3 separate regions of the Sus scrofa genome follow, and regions 2 and 3 are each linked to region 1. The links are chromatin contacts, called in public HiChIP or PLAC-seq and promoter capture Hi-C maps. All regions are on one chromosome and are shown on one strand. Each heading gives the region's core, a stretch centred on a gene start, on an enhancer-like site or on the middle of the called end of the contact. The rest is flanking DNA. Distances are from core to core; before and after follow the strand shown.

Region 1 (3,431 bases), core at 332-2,831:
ACAGCCTCAGGGTCTTAAACAGTGTTTGTATTGCTGAGGGCCCGAGGCCTGCCGAGCCCTACCTCATGGCCTGAGTGCAGGGGCCACTCTGTTGCCCGGTCTTCCCAGCCTGGTGCCGCCACTGCCCAAGAAGCCCCAGGGGGCCCACCACTGTACGTGGACTGACACTGGCCCCTGGGAGGTAGGAGGCAGGCCTGGGAGCAGGCTGTGGGCTGCACCCTTACCTGCAGGGCACAGTGCGTGTACCCCTTGCACCATCATTGGCATAGGTTGTACCTCTAAGGGTTATAAACCCGCAAAACGTTTTTATTACTTTTATTGAAACTTTTTTTTTAGAGAAAATAAGTAAGAATTTAAAAAATTAACGTGTTTTCCCTTCCCTGTCCTCTTTCCTCATGTAGCTGTTTCCATATTGCATCATTTCCTTTCAGCCTGAAGAATCTCTTTTAAACATTTCCTGTTGCTCAGGTCTGCGGCAGACATTGTCCATTATTTTTTTTGTGTGTGTGGTAAAACATTTACAACATATAAGCTGTCATACAATCATTTTTTTTGCTTTTTCTTTTTTTTTTTTTTTTTTTTTTTTGCTTTTTAGGGCCGCATTCGCAGCATATGGAAGTGTTCAGGCTAGGGGTCAAATCGGAGCTGCAGCTCCCAGCCTACACCATAGCCAGAGCAAAGCGGGATCGGAGCCGCATCTTCAGCCTACACCCTGGCTCATGGCCATGCTGGATCCTTAACCCACTGACTGAGGCCAGGGATCAAACCTGGGTCCTCAAGGATCCTGGCCGGGTTCATTACCACCGACCCACAATATCATTTCTTCGTGTCCAATTCAGTGGCCTTAAGTGCAGTGACAGTGTTGTACGACCATCACCCTACTTGTTTCCACAGCTTGTTCGTCCCGGCAAACGGAAACCGTGTGCCCGGGAGGCACTATCTCCTCCCGTCTCCTCCCTTCAGCCTCTGGTGACCTCTGATCTTCTTCCTCTAATTTTGCCTCTTCCAGATATTTCATGTAAGTGGAACCTCACCATTTTTGTCCTTTTGTACTGGCTCATTTCACTTAGCATGATGTTTTTGAGATTCACTTATGCTGAGCATGATTCGTTCTTTTTCAAGGCTAAATCCTATTCTGTGGTGTGGATGTGTGCGCCTTCACCCCTACAGACACTCGGGCTAGTTCCGCCCTCTGGCTATTGTGAATGGCTAGTGCTTCATCCGCTGTCCTGTTCTCACCTCGTCAAGGTATCTACCCAGAAGTGGACCTGCTGGGTCAAGCCGCGTTCTAGGCTGTTTTTGGCCAAGACCACCGGCACGTGGCAGTTCCCAGAGGGAACAGCAGCGACCCCAGCCGCGGGATCCTTAAGTGGCTGTGACAGAAGGGAACTCTGATTTTAACTTTTTGGGGAACCACCACACTGTTTCTCACGGTGGCTCAGCAACGTACAGGGGTTTTTACAAGCTTTTACAGCCCCAGCAGTGTACAGGACTTCACCCATGTTTTTATTTATTAACTTATTTTGCCTTTTTAGGGCCACACCTGCGGCATATGGGCGTTCCCAGGCCAGGGGTTTAATCAGAGCCGCAGCCGCCAGCCTGCACCACAGGCGCCGCAGCGTGGATCTGAGCCGCCGCTGCGACCTACGCCACAGCCCCCGGCAACGCCGGACCCTTTGCCCACCGAGCGAGGCCGGGAGCTCACGGCTCCTCGGCGGACCCGTTAACCACTGAGCCACGACGGGAACTCCACCCATCCGTTTTATACTTGTTTCCGCCGACACCCCCAGACCGCCCATGTTTCCAGAGGTGTAACCAGCCTCCTCAGGGCCGCCCCATTTTCAGACGTTTCTCCCGGCGACTCGCGCAACAACGACAGAGCCTCTTGGGCCCGCGTTCTACCAGGTCGCTCCCGCTAAGCCCCCAGAGCATAAATCTACGCCGAAGGAACTGCGCTGCGGCTGGGGTAGGGTCTGACACTCGGCCCCTTGCCCAGGCCTGAACGCACGGGAACTCGCAGCGAAGGCGGCCAGGGCGCGGACCAGCGCGGGCGCCGCCAGGCCCCTTCCCGGCGCTCGGTAGTGACGTCGCCCCCCGCCCCGGCTCTGCACGGCGCGGCCCCGCCTCCCCAAGGCGTTGCCAGGGCGACGGCGGGTCGCCCCCTCTCCCTGCGGAGCCCCGGCCCTCGCCCGGGCCTCGCCGCAGTGCGCAGTCTCGGTACCGCCTCGCGCTCCGCCCCGCCCGCGGCGAAGCGGTCGCGCGGCGATGACGTCGCGGGGGCCTGGCCGGGCGTCGCGGACTCCGGAGATGGAGGAAAAGGAGCAATTACGGCGGCAGATCCGCCTCCTGCAGGGTGGGTCGGGTAGGGCCCGGGTCGCTCGTCCCTTTCTTTCCTCTCGCCTCGCGGCGGCCCCCTGCCCGCCTCCCCGAAGGGGGTCGCTCTTCGCCCGCTCTCTCGGCGGCCAGGTCGGGTCGGGTGGGGAGGTAGGTGGGGTCGGGCTGGGGCTAGGGCACCCGGGGGCCTTCCTTGCCGGCCGGGGTCAGCCCCAGCTCGGGTTTCGTCCACCGATGGTGCGGGCGTTTCCGGCGCTGCGGCGGGTGGCAGTGGGGCAGTCGCTTTGTAACCGGCGGGAGGCGGCTCTGTCACCCCCGCGGGCGGGCTGGTCCCCTCGCTCCCGGTGCCCGACAGCGGGCGGCGGGGGTTGGGCTCTGGCGCGGCGGGGGGCCGGGGGGGCCTGTTTCTCCCCTGGAGGCACGGTCAAAAGCTCCTTTTTCTCGTACAGCCGCACTCCTTGATTTTCGGGGCCCAGACTCCCCAGGCTTCAGTTTCCAAACTTTTCCAATTTTAGACCTAAGTTGGTTTTCTATACTTAAAAAAAAAAAAATTCCCCTTTTAAAGTTATACCACAAAGAGAAGACTAAAGGACTTGGAAAGCATATGGGGGAGAGTTCAAGTGGGCTGACCCGCCTCTGGGCCGCTTCCTGGACCTCTGCCATACCTGCCCCTGGCGAGGTGTTCCCAGGTCTGGACGTGGCTCTCTTTGGGCCTAGGGATGGGACGTGTGGTGGGGGAGGTTGTAACGGGAGGGTGGGGGGGGAGGGGCGGGGGCTGAGTATGGTTTGTGGGCTGAGTTGTCACAGCTTGGGTTGTTGGCCTGTGCCCCACTGCACCAGGACGGCTCTCCCTGGGGGCTTCTTTGGAAAGGCTGTGTGGGGGTCCACTGCACTGGGGCTCCAGGGTCAGGCTTCACCTGTCCTGACATTCTTGTCAAGAGTGTTGTCGTCTTGCTGTCTCTGCCCCGTGTGCCGACTTGCCTCCTTTCTGTGGGCGAGCCAGAGCACCTCCTGTCTTGTCGAGGCGTTACAGCACGGGGCCTCGCTGGTCTCTTCATCTTGAGCGACACATCCCCTCGAAGGGTTGTGGACCCACT
Region 2 (3,431 bases), core at 537-3,036, 900 kb before region 1:
CCCACCTGGACATTCGCCACCCCTCCCACTGCCCTCTCTCTGAGCAAACACACCAAGCCCTGCTCACCAGCCTACCTGAGAGAGGGGCAACATCCCCTGGCCCCTTATTCGCTCTGCACCATCAGCAGGTACCACTGACCCTTCTGCCCCTCAGGGGTGGAGAAGACAAAGCAGGAACTGTGGCAGAAGCCCACCGTGGACAGCACCTGCGGCCTTGGGACTGGACTTCTCTTCTTGGACACATGCTTTCAAAGATTCCAAAACACCCACTTTATGTCAGGGGCTATTCTGGGGAGGTGCGACCATCACCCTCATGGACTTGAGTAAGACAGATGGCAGAGGAAAGACAGACATGAGATGGGCACATGCCTGGACAGAGGAAGCAGGGAAGGGACAGAGCCTGGGCAGATGGGTTGAAGAAGAGAGTTCAAGCCCTGCCTGGCTGGGAAAGTGGGAAAAGGCAGAGGTGACACAGGGCAGAGGTGTGGACAGAGCTCAGAGGCAGAATTACTAAGGGTCAGATTTAAAGAGGCCTTGACGACCTGATGAAAGTGAGGCACCAGCCGCATTTCTCCCTCAGGAGAGACAGAACTAAGGGAAAAGCACAGGAAGATCAACCTGGCCTGGGCACGCAGACTGACATCTGAGAAGACTCCTGGCACCCATCCATGCAGCAGCAGGAGAGAGCAGACGATGACCTCGAGGGGGTAGCCTTCACTCTCTCTCATTTGCGGTAGTTATTTAGTTCACTTTTTTTTTTTTTGCTTTTGCTTTTGCTTTTTAGGGCCACACCTGGGGCATATGGACGTTTCCAGGCTAGGGATCAAATCAGAGCTACAGCTGCCGGCCTACGCCACAGCCACAGCCACACGGGATCTGAGCCGCATCTGCGACCTACATTACAGCTCACAGCAACGCCAGATCCCTGACCTCCTGAGCGAAGCCAAGGCTCGAACCTGTATCCTCATGGATATTAGTCAGATTCGTTTCTGCTGCGCCACAACAGGAACTGCAAATTCACTTTATTTTAGAATTCTTGAAATTAAAATTGTCTCTTGAGTAAGGGAAACGTCATGTGGCTCAAAATTCAAAAAATTAAAGAGGCGTTAAGTTGAAATATCCCCAGCCAGCCACTCGGTTCCCTTCCCTGTTTCCAAGGTCCCCTTCCAAATTTCTCTAAGCTTACACAGGCAAATACGTTTATAATATCTTTGCCTTTTTAAGTTGTACCAAACCACACTCATTTAACATCTTGCTTTTCTTGCTTCAGTACATGTGGGCTCTTGCCCAGAAGAACAGAGACAGAGACTGTGGCGGAGAATGCCCCTCCCAACCCATGTCCCATAATAATCCCTGGAACCTACCCTACACAGCAAAAAGAGACTTTGCAGAGGAAATTAAGGTTAAGGTTATGGGCCTGGATTATCCTCGTGGACCCACTAATCCCATGAAACTCGCTGACTCAGAAGCATGGGTCATGCGCAAGGAGTGCGGCCTCCAGGAGCTAATGGCAGTCAGCAAGGAAAAGCAACCTCAGGAAATGAATTCTACCAACGAGCTTGGAAGTCGATTCAACTGGCATTGGGCTCAACCTGGTGCCAAGCAAAGACAAACCTGTGGGGACCAGCAGCCACCAGTCCTCGGCAGGTACCCGCGGCGCCGGCACGACCCACCCTCAGCCCCACTCCCCTGGGGGGAGAAATGCCCTTCTTCAGCTTCAGGGCGAAACGACCACCGACTGGGCCCCCAAGCAGAACACCCGGAACCAAGCGACAACCCCAATCATTTCTCACCGGCTCCTCACAGCTCCGACGACCGCGCCGATTCCTGAGGCCCCCTTCTCCGCCCCAACCGCCCGCGCCAGAAGGCCTGCCCTCGCACTCCCGCAGCCGCGCTCCCCGGGCAGGCGCTGCTCGGCCCCGCCGCGCACCGTCCAGGGGCCGCCCCCGCAGCCCTCCCCCACGCCGCGCACCCGAGTCGGGGCCTCCTGGGACCAGCACCCACCGCGGGGACTTCGGAGTCAGGCGGGAGCGCGGGCTGCGACGTGGAGGAGCCTCGCGCGCGAGCATCCCCCACCGCAGCCGCTCCCAGAACCGCGCAACGCCTCGAGGCGGCCCACAGGCTGACCCCGGAAGTCCCCCTCAACTTCCGGCCCGCTGCTTCCCCGCCCCCCTCGCCCAGCCCAGCGAGGCAGCTCTAGGCGCGGGGAGCCTGACGACTCCGTCAGTGAGCTCCCGACACCCTCTGCTCTCGGGAGGCGCCTGGAGCGCCAGCTGCCTCGCGATGACTGGCTGTGGGCGCAACTAGCCGAGCGGTAGCTGTTAGACATGGCGGGGAGGAAGGAGGCGGGGGGTGGAGCAATGAGGTCTCAGCCGGTTTATCGACCAACGAAGTGGCCGGGAGCGCTGAGCAGCGAGAACGCAGGCTCCCCGCTGCTTAGGGAGCAGTTAGTGACCTCAAAAAAGAGGTGGTTTCTATTTTTAGCACAGGTTTGTGATGGAGTAAGAAACAGGGAAGATAGAAGTTATGTTGTTGCAAAAGTTCCCATCGTGGGTTCCCATCGTGGGGCAGCAGAAACGAATCCGACCGGGAAACATGAAGTTGCGGAGTCGATCCCTGGCCGCACTCAATGGGGTCAGGATCCGGTGTTGCCCTGAACTGTGGTGTAGGTCGAAGACCCAGCTCAGATCCTGCGTTGCTCTGGCTGTGGTGTAAGCTGGCAGCTGTAGCTCCGATTCGACCCCTAGCCTGGGAACCTCCCTATGCCACCTGTGCGGCCCTGAAAAGACGAAAGACACACAAAAATAGTTATGTTGTTACAATTTAACAGTTTCTCCACCTATTTTTGTCTTGCAGCTTTGTGCTTCATGAGGTTATTTTTGTTCCCAAGCTGTCTGGCTTTTGCCACCTTTTAGTTCTTTCCCAATCTACACTCACTACCTAACAGTAACTGGACAGAAAGGGACAGGCAGGAAGAACTCGGTAGAATCAGAACAGACGTTGCTTGATAAGAACATGAGGGTGCATGTGGAAGAACTGAATCCCTCAATCAGTACATGATTAGACAGATTGATGGAAAACAAATGCCTTACGTATATACCATATGTAATGTTCATGGGGCTGTCCACAGAACATTTTACAAAAACTGATTAAACCGATGATACGCTTAGACATGAAGAATACAAATATTTTAAAGTATGCATTTTACAGGAAAATTAAACTATGAAAGTTAGAATAGAAATAACAAAAATAGGGAGTTCCCATCGTGGCGCAGTGGTTAACGAATCCGACTAGGAACCATGAGGTTGAGGGTTCGGTCCCTGCCCTTGCTCAGCGGGTTAAGGATTGGGCGTTGCCGTGAGCTGTGGTGTAGGTTGCAGACGCGGCTCGGATCCCATGTTGCTGTGGCTCTGGCGTAGACTGGTGGCTAC
Region 3 (3,431 bases), core at 674-3,173, 520 kb before region 1:
GGCACAGGCGTCAGACCTGTCCGGGGCCTCCGACAGCAGGACTCCAGGCTGCGAGTCGGCAAAGGGCTCCAAGCGGACTTTGAGACAGAGGCCCGGGGGTCCTGTGGGCACCCTGCCGGCCCCAGGCAGGGGCTGGTCTCCTTTCTCAGGGCCAGCCCCACTGCGTCCTGCACCAAGCACACCCTACTCGCTCTGTGTACAGACTAAGGAGGATCAAAAGCTCTTGCTCCATGGCCGCTTGTCCCCAGGGAGACCATGCCTGGGGGCGCAGCCACCTTGAGTAGAGACCATCACGGGCTGGACCATGTCCGCTTTCCTGCTCCAGGCTTTGCCTGGAATACAGGCCGTGAGGCCTGGGGAGCAAGCTGACGCTGGCTGTGCTTCGCCTGGCCTGGAGCAGACTGAGAGGCGGGATGTCCCCACAGTAGGTTCATCCCAAAGGACCTCTGGTGCCCTCCCCCAAACGGGAGTTACGGGGAAGGGACAAGAAGAGGGAGAAGGGAAAAAGACAGAAAAATGGGGTCATTTCATTTGGCCGGCAAAGTTCAAGGCCTGGAACAAGGGGTGGTTCCCACCGTTAAAGAAACAGGGCCTGGGATGGAGAACGCCACATGGATATTTGCTGGGACAACACACAGTGTCCCCAAGGGAATGCAGCACGGTTTCTGGTCTCCTCAAAGGGACAAGTGGAACGAGAGAACGTGGCCTCCAGCTCTGGGCTCCTTTCAGCCCAGACTGCTCTTCCTTTCCAAGGGCTCAGCAGGATGACAGGCAACAACTCAGTGGGGTCCAAGAAATCCAGCGTTTGGGCGCTCAGGAGAGTAAGCACGTTTGGAGGCGCCCGGAGCCTGCCTACGACTACGGTGGCCTAGGCCACCCCCCTGCCAGCCGCGAGCCGTGGCTCCGACCTGCCCCACCTCGACGTCACAGCCAGGACGTCCATCTCCAAGTCCAACCTCCGCAAACTGGAGTTGTCCAGCCTGCGGAGTCAGACCATGTAAATCACCTGCCCGCTGCCAGGCAACGGGAGACAGGGCGTGAATAAAGTCGCGCACAGAGCAAGAAACACGAGTCGCTCTTGGGAAAGCAGCTCTGGGATCTGGACCCGGGCTCGAGACCAGCCTGAACTTTATGACGTTGTGCTTTCTGTTTTCGCTCCCTCTCCTTTCGAACTAGAGAAACGCCCTCCAGTTCCAGGGCCGAGACTTGATTTACCCTGAATAACTGCCCACCACACCACTGGAACTCTGGGGCCACCGGGGCCCAGCGTCCACTAGCGAAGCCGGGGGCTGTTCTAAGCACAGACGCGTCCCGCAGTCGTCCCACAGGCAGCAAGCGCAAGCCCACGGAGGCAGAAGCCCTTCCTACCCAACGCGGGAGAGCGGCGTGGACAGGAGCGACCTCCAGCGGGCCTGCGACGCTTCTCCCCGCACTACCCCCTGCTCCCCACCCCCACACCGGGCCTGCGAGGCGGGGTCCGGGCCTGCCCGTCCTGGGCCCCCGCGCCGCGGCCTCCCCGCCCCGGGCCGGCGCCCTCGGCCCCTCACCGGGCTCCAGCAGATAAGCGCGTCCGTGTCCGGGTCGCTCACGAGAGTCCAGAGCTTGGTCAGGAAGGCCGGGACGTTGCTGGGCCCCGCCGCGCCCGGGCCCACGGGCAGATCCATACCGGGCAAGGTGGGAGAGGCGGAGGCGGGACCGCGAGGAGGGGCTGAGGGCCGGGCTAGCGCCGCTGCCGCGCCTGCCGCCCGGGCCGCGCGCCGCCGCCCGCTGCGCACACACGGCCCCGGGGCCTGGCATGGCCGCCGCCATCTTGCGACGGGCGCGCTCCCGCCGGCGCCGCCCGCGTCCCACGGCGCGCGCACGCACACCGGCCCCCGTCCCGCCCGGCGCCCTCTGACCCCGCGGGCCCGCCCCCAGGCCCACGCGGTCGCGTCGCTGCCGGAAGTGGCGGCGCAGGGCAGACCGGCGGGCGGCATGGCGGGACCTCAGGGCGCGCGGCGCGTGGCGGTGGCCGGGACGCGGCCCGGGAAGCGGATGCTGGAGCCGGGGCGGGAGCCGGAGGAGGTGACGCGGGAGCGGGAGCGGGAGCGGGGGGGGGCGGCGGGGCTGGGCCGCGGCACCGGCCGGGGAGCGATCCCGCCCAGCGCCCGGCGGGCCTGGGAATGCGAGGAGGGAGGGGTCTCCTGTCCTCCGCCCCGGCGGCCTTGCGGGGGCGTCCTGGGCAGGGAGCTGGCTGGCGGTTGTGTGGGTCGGAAGAAGGTCTGGGCCGGAGAGAATAAGGAAGGAGAGCCGGCGTCCTGCGCAGCGGTCTTCCTGGGCCTTTGAATTGTCATCTGGGCGCAGAAGATTTGAGCCTGCAGTAGCTGCTTGTATAGCCAAATGTTCCTGACACGTTAGACGTTGTAGAAGAGGAAACGAGGATGAGAAAGCAGCGCCTGCTGCACTGGACGGCCCGTTTTAGCTGGACTCATGCTCTTCCTGTCCAGCGGAACCCCAGCCGCGCTGTGGGGGTGTCATCAAATCTCATCAAATCTCGGTGGTAGAAAGCCATAGCAGGCTTGTGCAGTCGAGCCTCGCAGCTGGGACTCCACGTTGCTGGTTTATCAGGCTGCCCCTTCACTTGTGACAAGTGCTCGTGGTGCTCCCTGGCCGGCAGGCAGCTCTGGGCACCATGCTCACCCACTTGTAGTGCTTTTGCCTCTGTATTCATCAGCGGCTGTTTGTGTTTGTGCCCAAAACATTTGTGCCATTTTTACTTGCCGTTGTAATTGTGTAGCTAGTTAGGCACGATAGAGTGTGTGCTGAGTGCTGTTTGGTAGCTGCTCCGTGCAGGCTGTCCAGTTTGGCGAGAGACTCAGGAACTATTGAAAAACAATGAAATCTAGAATTTTGCCTTCCAATGAATGCTTGCTAAGAGTCTGCAGGTTCTTGTTCCACCGTGCACCCTGTCTGGTGGAGTTAGGGCCGGGGTGGTGTCTGGTGGGCAGAAGTCTGCTCAGAAGCAGCTCTGGTCCTGCGCCACACAGAGCTGGTCACCGACAGTGTGCTCCTTGCAGCCCTCTCTCCCCGGCGCCCCGGCTCCCAGCCTGTCTGACAGCGAGGAGAGTGTGTTCTCAGGCCTGGAAGATTCTGGCAGTGACAGCAGTGAGGAGGAGGACGGGGCCAGCGGCGAGGAGCAGCACAGCAGGATGGAGAAGGCCACGGGGCAGCAGGTGGGTGAGCGAGCAGTGTTCTGGTGTGCTCGTCCTCGCTCTCCGGGCGGGTGGCCGGGAGAGTGCCTGCCAGCTCGCGGGCTCTGCTTTCTCTTTCCTCTGGTGCGGGGGGGGGGGGTTCTGAGCCCTAGGGCACCAGTTTTCAACCGCAGTAGGAACCCGGAAAATCTCCATGGCTGTGAGCCACCCACCGTGATTCTGATGTCACCCTTCCCGGGC

The links. Promoter capture Hi-C pulls out the DNA fragments that hold promoters and counts their contacts. HiChIP or PLAC-seq counts read pairs in DNA pulled down with a chosen protein or histone mark.
Region 2: a contact with region 1 is called in a promoter capture Hi-C map of fetal liver, with 2.5 times the contacts expected there. The contact joins the promoter of LOC100621388 here to the promoter of ZC3H3 in region 1. A contact is called at or near these places in 1 of 5 promoter capture datasets (fetal liver) and 1 of 2 datasets of contacts at active chromatin or transcription factors (alveolar macrophages).
Region 3: an H3K27ac HiChIP or PLAC-seq map of alveolar macrophages shows a contact between it and region 1. The contact joins the promoter of BOP1 here to the promoter of ZC3H3 in region 1. A contact is called at or near these places in 1 of 5 promoter capture datasets (liver) and 1 of 2 datasets of contacts at active chromatin or transcription factors (alveolar macrophages).

The regions. Positions count from the first base shown.
Region 1 is chr4:1,008,346-1,011,776 of Sscrofa11.1, forward strand. It overlaps ZC3H3 (zinc finger CCCH domain-containing protein 3), which reads left to right and starts at 1,582. Exons shown (of 11, transcript XM_021090418.1): 1 at 1,582-1,966.
Region 2 is chr4:107,041-110,471 of Sscrofa11.1, forward strand. It overlaps LOC100621388 (zinc finger protein 16), which reads right to left and starts at 1,787. Exons shown (of 4, transcript XM_021090457.1): 1 at 76-1,787. The coding sequence starts at 93.
Region 3 is chr4:484,639-488,069 of Sscrofa11.1, forward strand. It overlaps BOP1 (ribosome biogenesis protein BOP1), which reads left to right and starts at 1,924. Exons shown (of 16, transcript XM_013988007.2): 1 at 1,924-2,064; 2 at 3,057-3,212. The coding sequence starts at 1,975. HSF1 (heat shock transcription factor 1) reads right to left here and starts at 1,827. Exons shown (of 13, transcript NM_001243819.1): 1 at 1,548-1,827. The coding sequence starts at 1,664.